Regions from separate parts of the Mus musculus genome. Here all the other regions are linked to region 1. Evidence: chromatin contacts called from public promoter capture Hi-C and targeted proximity ligation data. All regions are on one chromosome and are shown on one strand. The core of a region is the stretch at or near the end of the contact, and the rest is flanking DNA. Distances in the headings are between cores, read along the strand shown. Region 1 holds the start of Nmrk1 (nicotinamide riboside kinase 1). Region 2 holds the start of Foxb2 (forkhead box B2). Region 3 overlaps Prune2 (prune homolog 2). Region 4 has its middle 71 kb from the start of Gcnt1. Region 5 overlaps Pcsk5 (proprotein convertase subtilisin/kexin type 5).

Region 1 (2,539 bases), core at 18-2,517:
GAATGCCTGTTTCACAAATATGTGTGCATTATTTTCAAAGTCAGGGGCTTGATGCTGCCACAAAAGAAGGAAACTGGATAATTATTGAAGTTGAAGTGACTGTCACTTTAGTAAAACAAACAAACAAGCAAAGCAAAACCAATAAAACAACCTCAAGGGCAAAAAAAAAAAAAAAAAAAAATCACTGAAGCAGCAGCATAAGCAGCTATAAAAGTTGATGTAAATGGCTTTCAGCCTTTGTAATACCAAAGCTGCAGGAGATTAGGAAAAGGGGTCTGGGAATTCATCAAACATTCATCTCCCATTTTTTTACGATCCCTGTCAATTCCCTATCCAAATGAAAATTCCCACGAGTTTATTTAGTCTCGTTTCTCCATATCACAGAAAACACTCTAAGAACAACGTTTTTAAAAGTGAACCAGGAAGGGCGGTCAAGAAAACTGCTTTGAGGAACTTCGTACTCTCTCCAGTTTAGTTCGCGAGAGTCACCCTAAGCAAAAACACTAGGATGCATGACAGAGCGACACTGCCTAAAGCTAGGAGCCGAGAGGGTTGCAGCCCGGCTGTCCCGCTGGCAGCGCCCGAGCAGCTCTCCAAAGCTCCCGGGAGACCTCGGGTCCCTGGCCCGCTCCAGCCCGGGCGCAAACCCCACCCAGCCGCAGCGCACTTCCCGTTCGCCTGCCGGTCAAGAACTCCAACTTGACAGCGACAGGGCGAAATATGAGGAAGTGGCCGCGACCGAGGTGCTGCCACCACACCGCTAGAACGTCCTGGCGAGCCGTGTGGACAGAGTCCGAGGACGCTCCTCGGGAACTCGAGCACCGGGTCCCGCAGCCTGGAGACCCGCACGCGCAGCGCACACCACTCTTACCTGGTTTGACCGGTTTGGGAGGTGGCTTGGACATGGCGCTACACGGAGCGACCAGGCTCAGCCGCGGGAGCCCCACACGCACACGAGAACTGGGCGCCAAGCCTGCGCTGGCCGCGGCCGCTCCGGATCCGCGCGCAACCCGATGCGGGACACTCGGACCAGCGAGCTCCGCAGACAGCCCGGCCTTCCCACCAGGAAGTGGCCGCGCCTCGCCGGCTGCTGATTGGCTGCGGCGGGGAGCCCGGCCGAACCTCAGAGGTCCAGCCTGCTCCGGCACGCCGGAGCCCCGCCTTTCTCTTGGGGGAGGAGCTTTACAGTAGCCACGCCCTCAGGCCCTGCGTAGGGGAGGCTATGAAAGCGCAGTGGACTTCGCTGCCTAGGTGAGCACCGGGCAGTGGTAGGCATGAAACGCTCTTGAAGCTTGCTCTGCGACCCTGCTGGGAAGGATTCGAACCCGCTTCGGTGAGTACCCACTGCCTGCTGCGTACACACGGCGAGGCCTGGGAATCTTCAAGAGTCTCCTTCGCTGTATGTACCAGGAACCTGATCGTGTCTAGGGAAACCGCGGTGGGACTTAGATGCTCCTAAAAAGCAACTAGACACTGCTAGCTGTAGGAGACCCCACATTTGCTAGCTGGAGAATCGGGTCTTGATCCCCCACGGGACAGGACAGCTTTTTCTACAGCATCTGGTTAACAAACTCCAACCCACTTGCTGCCTGGCTTTTATAAAGACTTCTAACAGTGCTTTTGGCGTTTTTTAAATAGCTGAGACAAAAGCATAGTATTTTGTGGCACACGAAAGTTAGGGGAAACTTAGATTTCCGTGACCATAAAATTTTATTAGAACACAGCATGCTCGTTTGCTTATGCATTGGCTTTCTTATTACAATTTCAGAGTTGAATAGTTACCCGCGAAGTCAAAACTATACTACTGGCTGGTACTTTATACAAGTTGCCCAACACGAGAGTTTATGTTCACACATAAGTAAACTCACAATGTCACAGTCAATATTATATGCCTATTGTATATTAGGGGTAATAAAAATGAAAATACTGGTTATGTAAGAAACTACAGGGTCAGCACAATGGTCCAGCTGCCCCTGCTGCCAAACCTGATGAGCAGAGTTCAGCCTCTAGCACCCACACTTTGGAAAGAGAACTCCCAGGAGACCTATGACCTGAGCATGTGTTCTGTGGTGAACCATGGCATGCACCTGCCCACACACATGCACCGCAACCTAGATACAAATGTAAGAAAGCAACTTTTTAAAAAAGAACCTCCACAAAATGGACCTTCAACATGTCTATTGAAGGTTAATTTACGGGGAAAAAAGTGACTGAAACTTCAAGGGGCAAAGGTTAGCAGGAGCTTGGTCATGGCTATGCCCCCAGGCCTTGCTTACCAGGAACTCTACCTGTGGGGGATTTCTGCTTACCAAAAGGGTTCAAAGTTGAAATTAGTCCTATTCATGGGAGCGTATCCAGATAACTGTAGCCTGAACCTCACGGAAGTCCTGAAACCTGGGCCTTGAAGTCATCTGAAGAGCATGTGTGTTTGCTCTTGTGTTTCTCAGATTTGATTGATGGTGGAGTTCTTGCCGCCTGCTGACTCTTCCCATCCTCCTGGGAATCATTCTGTGCTTTAGAAGTCTCTGTTCAGAGTGGA
Region 2 (2,539 bases), core at 14-2,513, 1.8 Mb before region 1:
AGCTGGCAGGCTCTGGTTTGCCGAGTGGCACAGAGCCTTGACTGGCACCCCGAATGCCCCATACTCCGGGCCTACCGGGACCCCAGCTGCGGCGGCAGCAGCGGCAGCCGCGGCTACCGAATCCATCACGCCAACATGAGGCCACACGGAGCCGACAACATTGCTGAGCTGGCCCGGCACGGGGTAGCCCAAGTGGTGCATGACCGACGCCAAAGGCAACCCTCCAGCCTGCAGCACGCCCTTGTAGTCCCGCCCGATGATGTTCTCTATGGCGAACGGATGTTTGAAGCCTGTGGTGGACGCGGCGGCTGCAGCGGCGGCGGCGGCGGCCGAGCCCAGCCCGTAGGGTGGGAACTGAGACAGACGCCCCACGCTGCCCACCGCTGCGGCCGCCGCCGCTGCTGCGGCCGCCGCCACGGCCGCCGCCTCCTGCATCTTGCCGGGATGGGACGTCTGCGGAGGCTGCGACTGCGGCTGTGGCTGCTGCGCGGGCTGCGACGGGAGGTGTGGAGGCTGCGGAGCCGGAGCCGGCTGCTGGTGGAAATAGGGCACCATGTGCGGCGGCGGCGGCGGGGGCGGCTGCGGCGGGTGGTGATGGTGGTGATGGTGTGCGGCGTGGTGGTGATGGTGGTGGTGGTGGTGTGCGTGGTGGGGATGGTGGGGATGCAGGTGACCTCCTGGCCCCGTGCCGGGCGCGCCCTTGCTGCTTCCTGAGTGTAGGTGAGCGTGGTCTGCGCGTAGCACCTTGAAGCGCTTGCGGCGCCGCAGGAAGCTGCCGTTCTCGAACATGTCACCGCAGTCAGGGTGTAGCGCCCAGAAGCTGCCCTTACCGGGTTGGTCCGGCCTCCGAGGGATCTTGATGAAACAGTCGTTGAAGGAGAGGTTGTGGCGCAGGCTGTTCTGCCAGCGCTGCGTGTGCTCGCGGTAGTAGGGGAAGCGCTCCATGATGAACTTGTAGATGTCGCTCAGAGGCAGCATCTTCTCAGCCGAATGCTGGATGGCCATGGCGGTCAGTGAGATGTAAGAGTAGGGCGGCTTTTGGTCGCTGTAGGAACTCTTCCCTGGCCGTGGCATCTTCCCAGGCTCTTCCACTTCCGTCCGGCCCACAGTGGGCCTTAACGCCTCTCGGAAAGCCGGATACCAGGCTTAAGTGTCCCCACTAATTCTCTCTCCACCTGCGCAGCCTGATCCCCAGCTTTCTTGGTCCCCAGACCCCTTTTGCCTTGGTCCTCCTCCTTCGGGGAGCTGCCCCGGGTCCCCGCAATTGGCTTTTTGAGCCAATACAGTTTTATGGCGCTCACAACTTCTGGTCTTGACTGTCGTGGGCAGGCCCTCACAGTAGCCAGAGAGACTCGCCAGCTTTACCTTGCTTTTCTCCGTCTCGTCCTCCTCTTGGATGACTAGACTTGAGCTCTGGAGCGAAAGGCTGTGGAATGAGTTTCTTTTTGGTCTCTTTTCCCTTTATCGGTACAAAGGCAGCTCAGATCAAACCAACTGGATAATGAAGACTGGCTTTTTAAGCTCGAGTCCACACTAGCTGTCCCGAGGCCACTGGTGACCGATCTTTCGACCCTGGAAGCTGACCTGGTACTGGGTCTGTCCGCGCTGGAGTTCAAATCTTACAAAAAGGGGTAGACAGGGTAAGAAGAGAGAGAGGGAGCGCGCACTTTCCTATCCGCTACTGTACGTACGTACCCTCTTTTTTCAGGAGATCTGCAGGCAAGCTGAAAATGGAAGAGGCACCGAGCTCTAGGTGGTGGTTCCAAGAAAAAAGTTTGGTGCTGTCTACAGCAGCGGCGCCCACCGTCAGGCTCTATGGAGGGGACGGTGTCAGAACTCCCGGAGCTAGCCGCAGGCTGCAGGGGGCGTCTGCGTAGACAGGCTAGGACCCGGCTCGCCCGGTCCGAACAGCCGTCTGAGCTGCAGCTGCAGCCGCTCTGCCCCGCGGGTTTTGAGAAGACGCGCTGCTGTGGCAGCGACGCGCTCTCCTGGCTGCGTTTTGTAATGGTCCCCGAGACGCCGAGACCCCTGCAGCTTGCGCTTCGAGACTATCACATGACCGAGGCTGAGGGACTCCGCCGCCGCCGCCTCCACAGCCTCTTCTTTTGCTGAAGAAGGGGCAAGAAGGCACAATTTCTCGTCTCCGCCCCTTCTCCATTTCCACTGGTCACCCCGACCCTTCGCTTTCACTTCCCGCTTGCCAGCCCAGGCTTCAGCCGTCTGACCACTGAGAAGGGGTCACTGTCTAGTTGTGGGGGTCTGCTGTTCCACAGCAAGGGGGCACGGCACTGCTTTCTCACCCGTCAGGTCTTGCATAGCTCTCTCCCTTTATCATTCAGTCTTTTCACCCACTCTCCCTTAGTTTCCCGGTGGCCTAGCCATTTAGGTCTCCAGTTTGGAGCACCTTTGTCTCCAGCTCCTTTTCTCTTGGAGAAACAGAGACGCCCAGAGGGTTGTAAGTGGAAACCAATAGAAAGAAGAGCTGGGGCCTACAGATCGGCCCATTTTTTGGCAGGTTCAGCGAGGCACGAATTGCTCT
Region 3 (2,539 bases), core at 23-2,522, 1.5 Mb before region 1:
CCCCTGACACCCGACAGCTGACCAGCTCAGAACCAAGGAGCAGGCAAGCTTTCGATTTCTCGCCCCCTTCCTGGCTGCAGACAATTATCTAACACACCTCTGCATAGCTATAATCAATTTTTATTCATTTATGTCTAGGATAAATATGCAGACAATAAATTAGAGGAAGTGACCGTGTTAAAACTGTTGAGACCGCCGAGAGAGGATGACTGTAATGTCTGGATGGTGTGGGCAGGCTGCCGGAGTAGTGAGGAGTTCACATTTTGCGTTTCTAAAAGTTATCGAAGCTACTATAACAACACCCACTTCTCAATATTTTTCTGATAAATCTTAGAACATTTACAACCTACCTGATTTCTAAGCTACAGAAGTAGGTCACTCTCAAAAATGGGCTTCTGCTGTTCGCACTGGCCTATCAGAATCAAGAGACAGAACCACTATTTTATGTATGAAATGTCAGTATTTCGCTGAAAAAGTAAATTGTGTAAGCAATTAACGATAAAGTGCCCCTGGCCACTTTAGACGATAACACTCGATTTCTACCCGGCAGAGGTGATGGGTGGCAGATACTGCCCTGCAAAGAGAGCACTGGCCATGTTTTAAGGGAGAGGGGCATCCTTTCACCAATTGCCCGACTCTCTACAGATTAGTATCAGTAACTGATTTTGTGAGTAGTTTTTAGACCCATATCCAACCAGGAAAAGTGCCCCTAGCCCCAGCTTCACCCCAACCCCACCCATCCAGCCCCAGCCTCAGCCCCAGCCCCAGCCCCACCCAGCCCCACCCAGCCCCACCCCAGCCCCACCCCGCCCCACCCCAGCCCCAGTCCCCACCACCACCACTCATCCCTGCCTAGTCACCCCAGAGCTCCAGGGCTCTAGCACCATCCCCATCTCTACCCTTTCCCCCTCCTCAAAGCCCCCCCCCCCCCCAGCCTCCCACAGAGGAAGATGGGAGCTGCTTCAGAATAAGCCATCTCAAAGTCTTCATGTGATGAAAGTTTTCCTGGCATTATAATTGGTAATATGCCCAGAACATAAAAATGTAGGATAATTAAATTTAAATAGTAAAGAAAATAGACTGTGGGATGTCAATTGTTGAGAAATTTAATATCTACACACCTCTAAAACAAAACAACAAAAAATGCCCACTGCTCTTATTGACAAATTAAACTCTCATAGGATAGTAGAAAGTGCATTACAATGGCTTGAACCTCCTTGCCCTCTACTCAAAGGCAAATAAAAGAAGGCGAGTCTGTTGATTTTCTGGAGCTAGCAACTCTGGGGACATCTCAGGGGGCCGCTTTGTAATGCAAAGGTGGCTTCTAGAACCTAAACAAAGCCTGAAGCCCCGCGGGCTTCCCTTTAACCAGATGTTGGGCTAACTTTCTCGTTGGTGCATCTAGGTGAATTTCTTTTTTCATTCCATTTAGTTTTTCAACCTTCAGTGGCTTTGGGCTTTTAGCAAAATGTAGCCCCATATATTTAAATTTCTCTGTGCTGGGAAAAGCAAAACACCTACTAAGTTCAGGAGGAAGGTGGCACTTCCGAGTTAGTTTACAACCTTTGCGCTTACATCTAGAGAACGAAACCAGACTCTCAGCGCAGGTATATTTATTATGAACAGAATGCTTTCCCTAAGGGCTGCATGTGATCCAAAGCTAATTAGGATTCACTCTCTTTCCTCACCCTCGTTGGGAGGAGAAAGTGAAACAACTGGCTTGGCAAGGACAGAATGAAGGCAGTTCAGTAAGAGGGACAACAGAGGGACTCTGGGTGCTTTCAGGTAAGAGATTGGGCTGCTCCAGTTCCTTCCTGGTAGAGGACAAGAATGAGGACAAGGGATGAGGTGGAGCTAGGGATAGGGTAGAGGTAGGAATAGGGTTGAGTTAGGAATAGGGTAGAGATGAGGAGAGGGTAGAGTTAGGGATACGGTAGAATTAGAGATAGGGTAGAGGTAAGGATAGGTTAGAGCTAGGGATAGGGTAGAGGTAGGGATAGGGTAGAGATGGGGATAGGATAGAGTTAGGGAGAGGGTAGAGGTAAGGATAGGTTAGAGCTAGGGATAGGGTAGAGGTAGGGATAGGGTAGAGATGGGGATAGGATAGAGTTAGGGAGAGGGTAGAGATGGGGAGGGGGTAGAGTTAGGGATAGGGTAGAGGTAAGGATAGGTTAGAGGTAGGGATAGGGTAGAGGTAGGGATAGGGTAGAGATGGGGATAGGATAGAGTTAGGGAGAGGGTAGAGATGGGGAGGGGGTAGAGTTAGGGATAGGGTAGAGGTAAGGATAGGTTAGAGGTAGGGATAGGGTAGCGTTGGCAGGTTGGGAGGGAAAATGTTTCTGGTGAAAAGAATTCCCTAATCTAAGTATAGTCAAGTGAGCCTTCAGCAACACATGGAAGACTAAGAGAATTTGATTGTACGTAGACAGTAGAACAATTAGGAGAGTTAGGAAAGATTGACTAAATGGCTGAGTCCTGAGATTTCAACAACAACAACAACAACAACAACAAAACCCTTTGAATTAAATGTATTATGTCG
Region 4 (2,539 bases), core at 25-2,524, 1.3 Mb before region 1:
TTTTTGTTGTTTTCTTGTTGTTGTTGTTGTTTTGTTTTGTTTTGTTTTGTTGCAGTCATGGGAGTTGAATGTAAGGCCTCACACATGATCGTCAAGCATTCTACCACTGAGCTAGAGTCTCTGCCTACTTTAGTAGTGTTTTGCTGTTGTTGTTGTTACATTTATTTACTTAGTTTGAGTGTGTGTGTGAGAGAGAAACAATTAGGAAGGGAGTGAGGGAGGAGGGAGAGAGGGAGGGAGAGAGCTTTATGCGTGTGGAGGTCAGAAGACTACAAGCCACCTCTCAGGGTTGTACCTCCTTCCACCACAGGGTCATCATCTAAAGATCCCTAACCCAGCCTTCTCACTCGACAGGATAAGTATTTAAGAGAGGGTTTCTTCAACTGCAATTCAGAAACCATATGGTTCCTGGCATCACACAAACACTGCTTCCACAGCAGAGCAAGCCCTCAGTAGGAACAGCTACTCAAACATGATCAGGAAACGCCATGAAAAGGCGTCATTTGAGGGCATTCTCCATGCTGTATTTTCAGGAGTGTTCCTGGGGGCGGAGTCAGTTATGAGCTTTGTCTAAAGATGCTGGGGATGCCCTCTGCAGCTCACCAGCAGGACTTTGACAGACAGTGTGGGCTTTCTACTGTGGTAGGCAGCCTTGTATCTTCTGTACACAACCTGGGTCCCCCTCCACAGCATCGATGACATTTTCACACCAGAATTCCAAGGCCTTGATATAACTATGTCTGGGCACTTCACCTTCCAGTCTATGCTTTCATTTCTACTTCACTTTCGAATTTTGTTTGGAAATGCCAGTCAACCCCCAGAAACCTGCACGTTCTGCTCTGAAGAGAAGGGTCTTGCTTAGTGATGAAGGGAAGGATTCCAAGAGCCTTCTGTTTCCCCCAACCTCTGCATTAGCTATTTGAGTCACACTGCCTCACTCACCACAGGCTTCAGTGAAATTGTTATTTCTGCCCACTTGAGATCTGATTGATTCCAAAACAGTCCATTTGCCTCAGCTGAGCTGATGGACTCATTCCCACTGTGATTTGTGCCTTTTTTTTTTTACCTCCATCCTGATCTTCACCCCAATTCTCAGGAGAACAAAGAAGACTGCTGATAAATAGCAGCTGCTTAAGGAAAAAAGAAAGCCCTCCAATTGTGCTGTCTCAGAGGCTCAAGTCAACTTCTACAGCTTCGCTGTGTGAAACAGAGCCTTCCCTTCCCTGAATCCACTTATAACCAGTTCATATCTCTGTTTTGTGCCCTGATTCCTATGATCTCTGCAATCGGCGGTTTAAATGTGGCAAAAATCCAAGGCTTTCTAGGAAGATACATCTGGCCCATGTTCTAGATAAAAATCAAAAGCCAGCCTGAATGAATGCCAGCCACACCCATGACAGGAGGATCCAGCAGGCTAGCGTGGGAAGCAACATTCAGAGGAAAGCTAACTCCACATGGAATCTGTGGATGCACGGCATATAGAAAGAAGAGACTATAGAAGCATACAGGGAATTCTGAAAGACTGTGTTCTCAACCCTTTTTGCTTTGAGTACTACCTCCATTCGTTCATTCTATACGTGTTTATTGGGAGGCCAGTCACTGTTTTAAATTTGGAGGACACAATAAGGAAAATCATTACGTCTCTACTCTTATAAAATCAGGAACTTAGAGATGGCTCAGCAGTGAAGAGCATGCACTGGTCTTGCAGGAGACCCAAGTTCAGTTTTCTGCGCCCACATCAGACAGCTCACAGCTGGCTTTAACTCCAGCTCCAGGTTACGTGCCTGCATTTATATGCACATCACCGCACAGAGACAAATAAGAATAAGTAAATCTTAGCATATTTATTTCCAACAACAACAATAACAACAAAAATCTAAGATGGGATATTCTTGGGGCAATGTTTTTTCAACATACTTATCATCTAAAGTACTTAAAGGATAAGTAATAATTATACCGCAGCTACTGATAAAAACTAGCCAATCTGTTTAAAATGTTACACGATACCAATATGGAGAGCATGGAATAGGTTACAGCATTTATTACTACTATCCCCCTCTTATTCATTTACTCTCCAAGATTTTACCTCAGACAAACAAAATACTTCTGAAAATGTCATTAATCCTAACAATAATGGTATTCCCTTGGGTGTGACCCTGTGGTTTTGAGGCTATGTCTGCTTTCTGGAAGCAAACTAAAGTAGTCTCTAGCATGACCCCAAGGTCCACTGAGGTTGACTTCAGACTTTCCACCAAGATAAAAAAGCCACCCTGGTGTAGAGGAGGTTGTGAGAGCATTTAAGCTGTCTGGGGAGTCAACACTCTGAATTTAGACTTCAGTGACACAAAGTTACAGGAATGTCTCAGGCACACACAATCCAAGACAGTGAGTGACACTCCAGGCTTTCATTAACTGTGTGTATGCACTTTGCTTGCATGTGTGTCTGTTTTCCATGTGAGTGTGTGCCCCAGATCTTTAGGAACTAGAGTCATAGACAGTTATGAGCCACCATGTAGATTCTGGCAATGGGATGCGAGTC
Region 5 (2,539 bases), core at 30-2,529, 1.1 Mb before region 1:
GGAATGGATACAAAAAATGTGGTACATTTACACAATGGAGAACTACTCAGCTATTAAAAAGAATGAATTTATGAAATTCCTAGGCAAATGGTTGGACCTGGAGGGCATCATCCTGTGTGAGGTAACCCAAACACAAAAGAACTCAAATGATATGTATTCACTGATAAGTGGATAGTAGCCCAGAAACTTAGAATACCCACGATATAAGTTACAATTTGCAAAACACATGAAACTCAAGAAGAACGAAGACCAAAGTGTGGACACTTTGCCCCTTCTTAGAATTGGGAACAAAACACCCATGGAAGGAGTTGCAGAGACAAAGTTTGGAGCTGAGACAAAAGGATGGACCATGTAGAGACTGCCATATCCAGGGATCCATCCCATAATCAGCCTCCAAACTCTGACACCATTGCATACACTAGCAAGATTGTGCTGATAGGACCCTGATATAGCAGTCTGTAGTGAGACTACGCCGGGGCCTAGCAAACACATAAGTGGATGCTCACAGTCAGCTATTGGACGGATCACAGGGCCCCCAATGGAGGAGCTAGAGAAAATACCCAAGGAGCTAAAGGGATCTGCAATCCTATAGGTGGAACAACATTATGAACTAACCAGTACCCCGGAGCTCTTGACTCTAGCTGCATATGTATCAAAAGATGGCCTAGTTGGCCATCACTGGAAAGAGAGGCCCATTGGACTTGCAAACTTTATATGCCCCAGTACAGGGGAACGCCAGGGCCAAAAAGTGGGAGTGGGTGGATAGGGGGTTGGGGGGGGAGGGTATGGGGGACTTTTGGGATAGCAATGGAAATGTAAATGAGGAAAATACCTAATTAAAAAGAATTAAAAAAAATAAACATTTAAAACACACACACACACACACACACACACACACACACACACACACAAAGAAATGGTTTCTAGATCTTCTGTGATTCTCCTGTCTCTGCCTTGTCAGTATAAACTCCAACCCTCCACCCAGCGCTCCCCCACCTCTGCACACTGGGAGCTCAACATCCTAGACCTCACATTGCTTTTCTGAACAGCAGATGGTCGTTTGAGCCTCACTTGCTGTGCAATGCACTTGACCACTCAGATCTCTTACTTAACTAGGTTTATTTTGGATGTGCTTGGCTCAGCTCTCTCTCTCTCTCTCTCTCTCTCTCTCTCTCTCTCTCTCTCTCTCTCTCTCTCTCTCTCTCTGCAAGCCTACGTGATCCAGACAGCCTTGGCTCACAGCTCAACTTCGCAGGTCAGTTACACAATAAGTTACTCAGCTCTGGGAGCAAACAGTGTAATAATGCGAAGAGCCAAGATGATGAGCTAATTGCTCTAGAATTGAGCTCTGGCTATCTGGCCAATATGTCCTTCTCTGCCATAACCATAAGAATGTGAGCTTAATCATAGGAGAAAGACAAGGGAAACATTAGGGGACACCCAAGAACACAAGCCCACGAGGATAGACTCAGACACAACAGGTGGAGATTTCTACAACGTTCATTCTCTTCTCTAGGCAAATGGAAGATGAATGCAGTCTGCTCTGGAAAGGAGCGAGCATTTGGATGGTCTACAGGGTTAGAGCCAGACAGTCCTAAGTTTAGCTTTGGCTCTAAAACCTACTAAGTTGTGTAACTTTGGGCAAATTACATAAGCTCCCTGCGTATTGCCTTCCTCATTTATCAAATGAAAATAAGGACTTTGGATAGAGAGGGCTAGCCTGAGAAATCCAGACCATGTGTGTGAACCATCTGCCTAGCTCCATACCTAGCCTGGACAGAACATTAAAATGTAATAATTATCACCTCTCTGTGTCTGCTTCGGCTCCTGTCATCCACAAAAGAATTTCAAATATGGTGGTGCAATTATGTGTATATGCAGGTTCTCAGTCACTGTTTTTTTTTATTTTTTTTTATTTTTATTTTTTATTTACCATGGTTGCACACCAACATCAGTCAGCGCTTCAGAAAATACTGAGGCCTAAGCCCTACTCCAGAAGAGTCAGATGAGAACGGCAAGCGGGCAGTGTGATGTTCATGTTCTCGCTCTCAGGTAATTCCAGTGTGCAGCGAGATCTGAGAACTTCTCATTTACATGGGAGGCTCCTGAACCCAGAGAGAAAGGTTTCTCTGTTTCTGTGTCTTTATGCCTAGGTGGATACCCTCCCTGAAAGATAGAGAGGGCGGTTCAAATTCTCAGTCTGGCTGGTACATTTCCTGGCAAGTAGATAAAGGAAAGGTACAGCAATACAGGGTTGCCCTTGCTACCAACGCAGCAGATCCTTTTCTGACTGTGACCACACACCTGCCATGAAACAGCATAAGGGAGCAAATGGACATTCTACTGCTAAGTTGTCATGTGTTATTTAAACTTGCTGAGAAGCTGGCTCTGCAAAAGGAGACATCCTGCGCCGCCACTTCAGACTCAAACATGCCATATCAAGTGTCCTCCATGATTCTTGTTTGAGGATGGCCTGCCCCAAGACCCCAACACTGTGACAAGGAAGGAAGAGTGTAACAGATGGAGGGTTAAAACATCG

The links. Promoter capture Hi-C pulls out the DNA fragments that hold promoters and counts their contacts.
Region 2: a promoter capture Hi-C map of hippocampal neurons shows a contact between it and region 1, with 4 times the contacts expected there. A contact is called at or near these places in 4 of 39 promoter capture datasets (cranial neural crest, embryonic stem cells, hippocampal neurons and 1 more), 2 of 130 datasets of targeted methods (astrocytes and embryonic stem cells) and 1 of 9 other capture datasets (embryonic stem cells).
Region 3: a contact with region 1 is called in a targeted proximity ligation map of embryonic stem cells, with 6 times the contacts expected there. A contact is called at or near these places in 9 of 39 promoter capture datasets (cranial neural crest, frontonasal cranial neural crest, hematopoietic stem and progenitor cells and 6 more), 9 of 130 datasets of targeted methods (acute myeloid leukemia, astrocytes, bone marrow-derived dendritic cells and 5 more) and 2 of 9 other capture datasets (adipose tissue and embryonic stem cells).
Region 4: a contact with region 1 is called in a promoter capture Hi-C map of liver, with 4 times the contacts expected there. A contact is called at or near these places in 7 of 39 promoter capture datasets (the 3T3-L1 cell line, the HPC-7 cell line, cranial neural crest and 3 more) and 1 of 130 datasets of targeted methods (bone marrow-derived dendritic cells).
Region 5: a promoter capture Hi-C map of liver shows a contact between it and region 1, with 5 times the contacts expected there. A contact is called at or near these places in 7 of 39 promoter capture datasets (cranial neural crest, frontonasal cranial neural crest, hippocampal neurons and 3 more) and 2 of 130 datasets of targeted methods (astrocytes and stem cell-derived neural progenitor cells).

What each region holds. Positions count from the first base shown.
Region 1 is chr19:18,630,749-18,633,287 of GRCm38.p6, forward strand. Nmrk1 (nicotinamide riboside kinase 1) reads left to right here and starts at 1,268. Exons shown (of 9, transcript NM_145497.2): 1 at 1,268-1,333. Ostf1 (osteoclast stimulating factor 1) reads right to left here and starts at 1,065. Exons shown (of 10, transcript NM_017375.3): 1 at 872-1,065. The coding sequence starts at 905.
Region 2 is chr19:16,872,567-16,875,105 of GRCm38.p6, forward strand. Foxb2 (forkhead box B2) reads right to left here and starts at 1,264. Exons shown (of 1, transcript NM_008023.2): 1 at 1-1,264. The coding sequence starts at 1,074.
Region 3 is chr19:17,137,044-17,139,582 of GRCm38.p6, forward strand. All of the region lies in intron 9 of Prune2 (prune homolog 2), which reads left to right. Among named protein-coding and RNA genes, the nearest start is that of Prune2, 180 kb to the left of the region's middle.
Region 4 is chr19:17,284,762-17,287,300 of GRCm38.p6, forward strand. No RefSeq gene overlaps it. Among named protein-coding and RNA genes, the nearest start is that of Gcnt1, 71 kb to the right of the region's middle.
Region 5 is chr19:17,497,437-17,499,975 of GRCm38.p6, forward strand. All of the region lies in intron 24 of Pcsk5 (proprotein convertase subtilisin/kexin type 5), which reads right to left. Among named protein-coding and RNA genes, the nearest start is that of Gm41813, 37 kb to the right of the region's middle.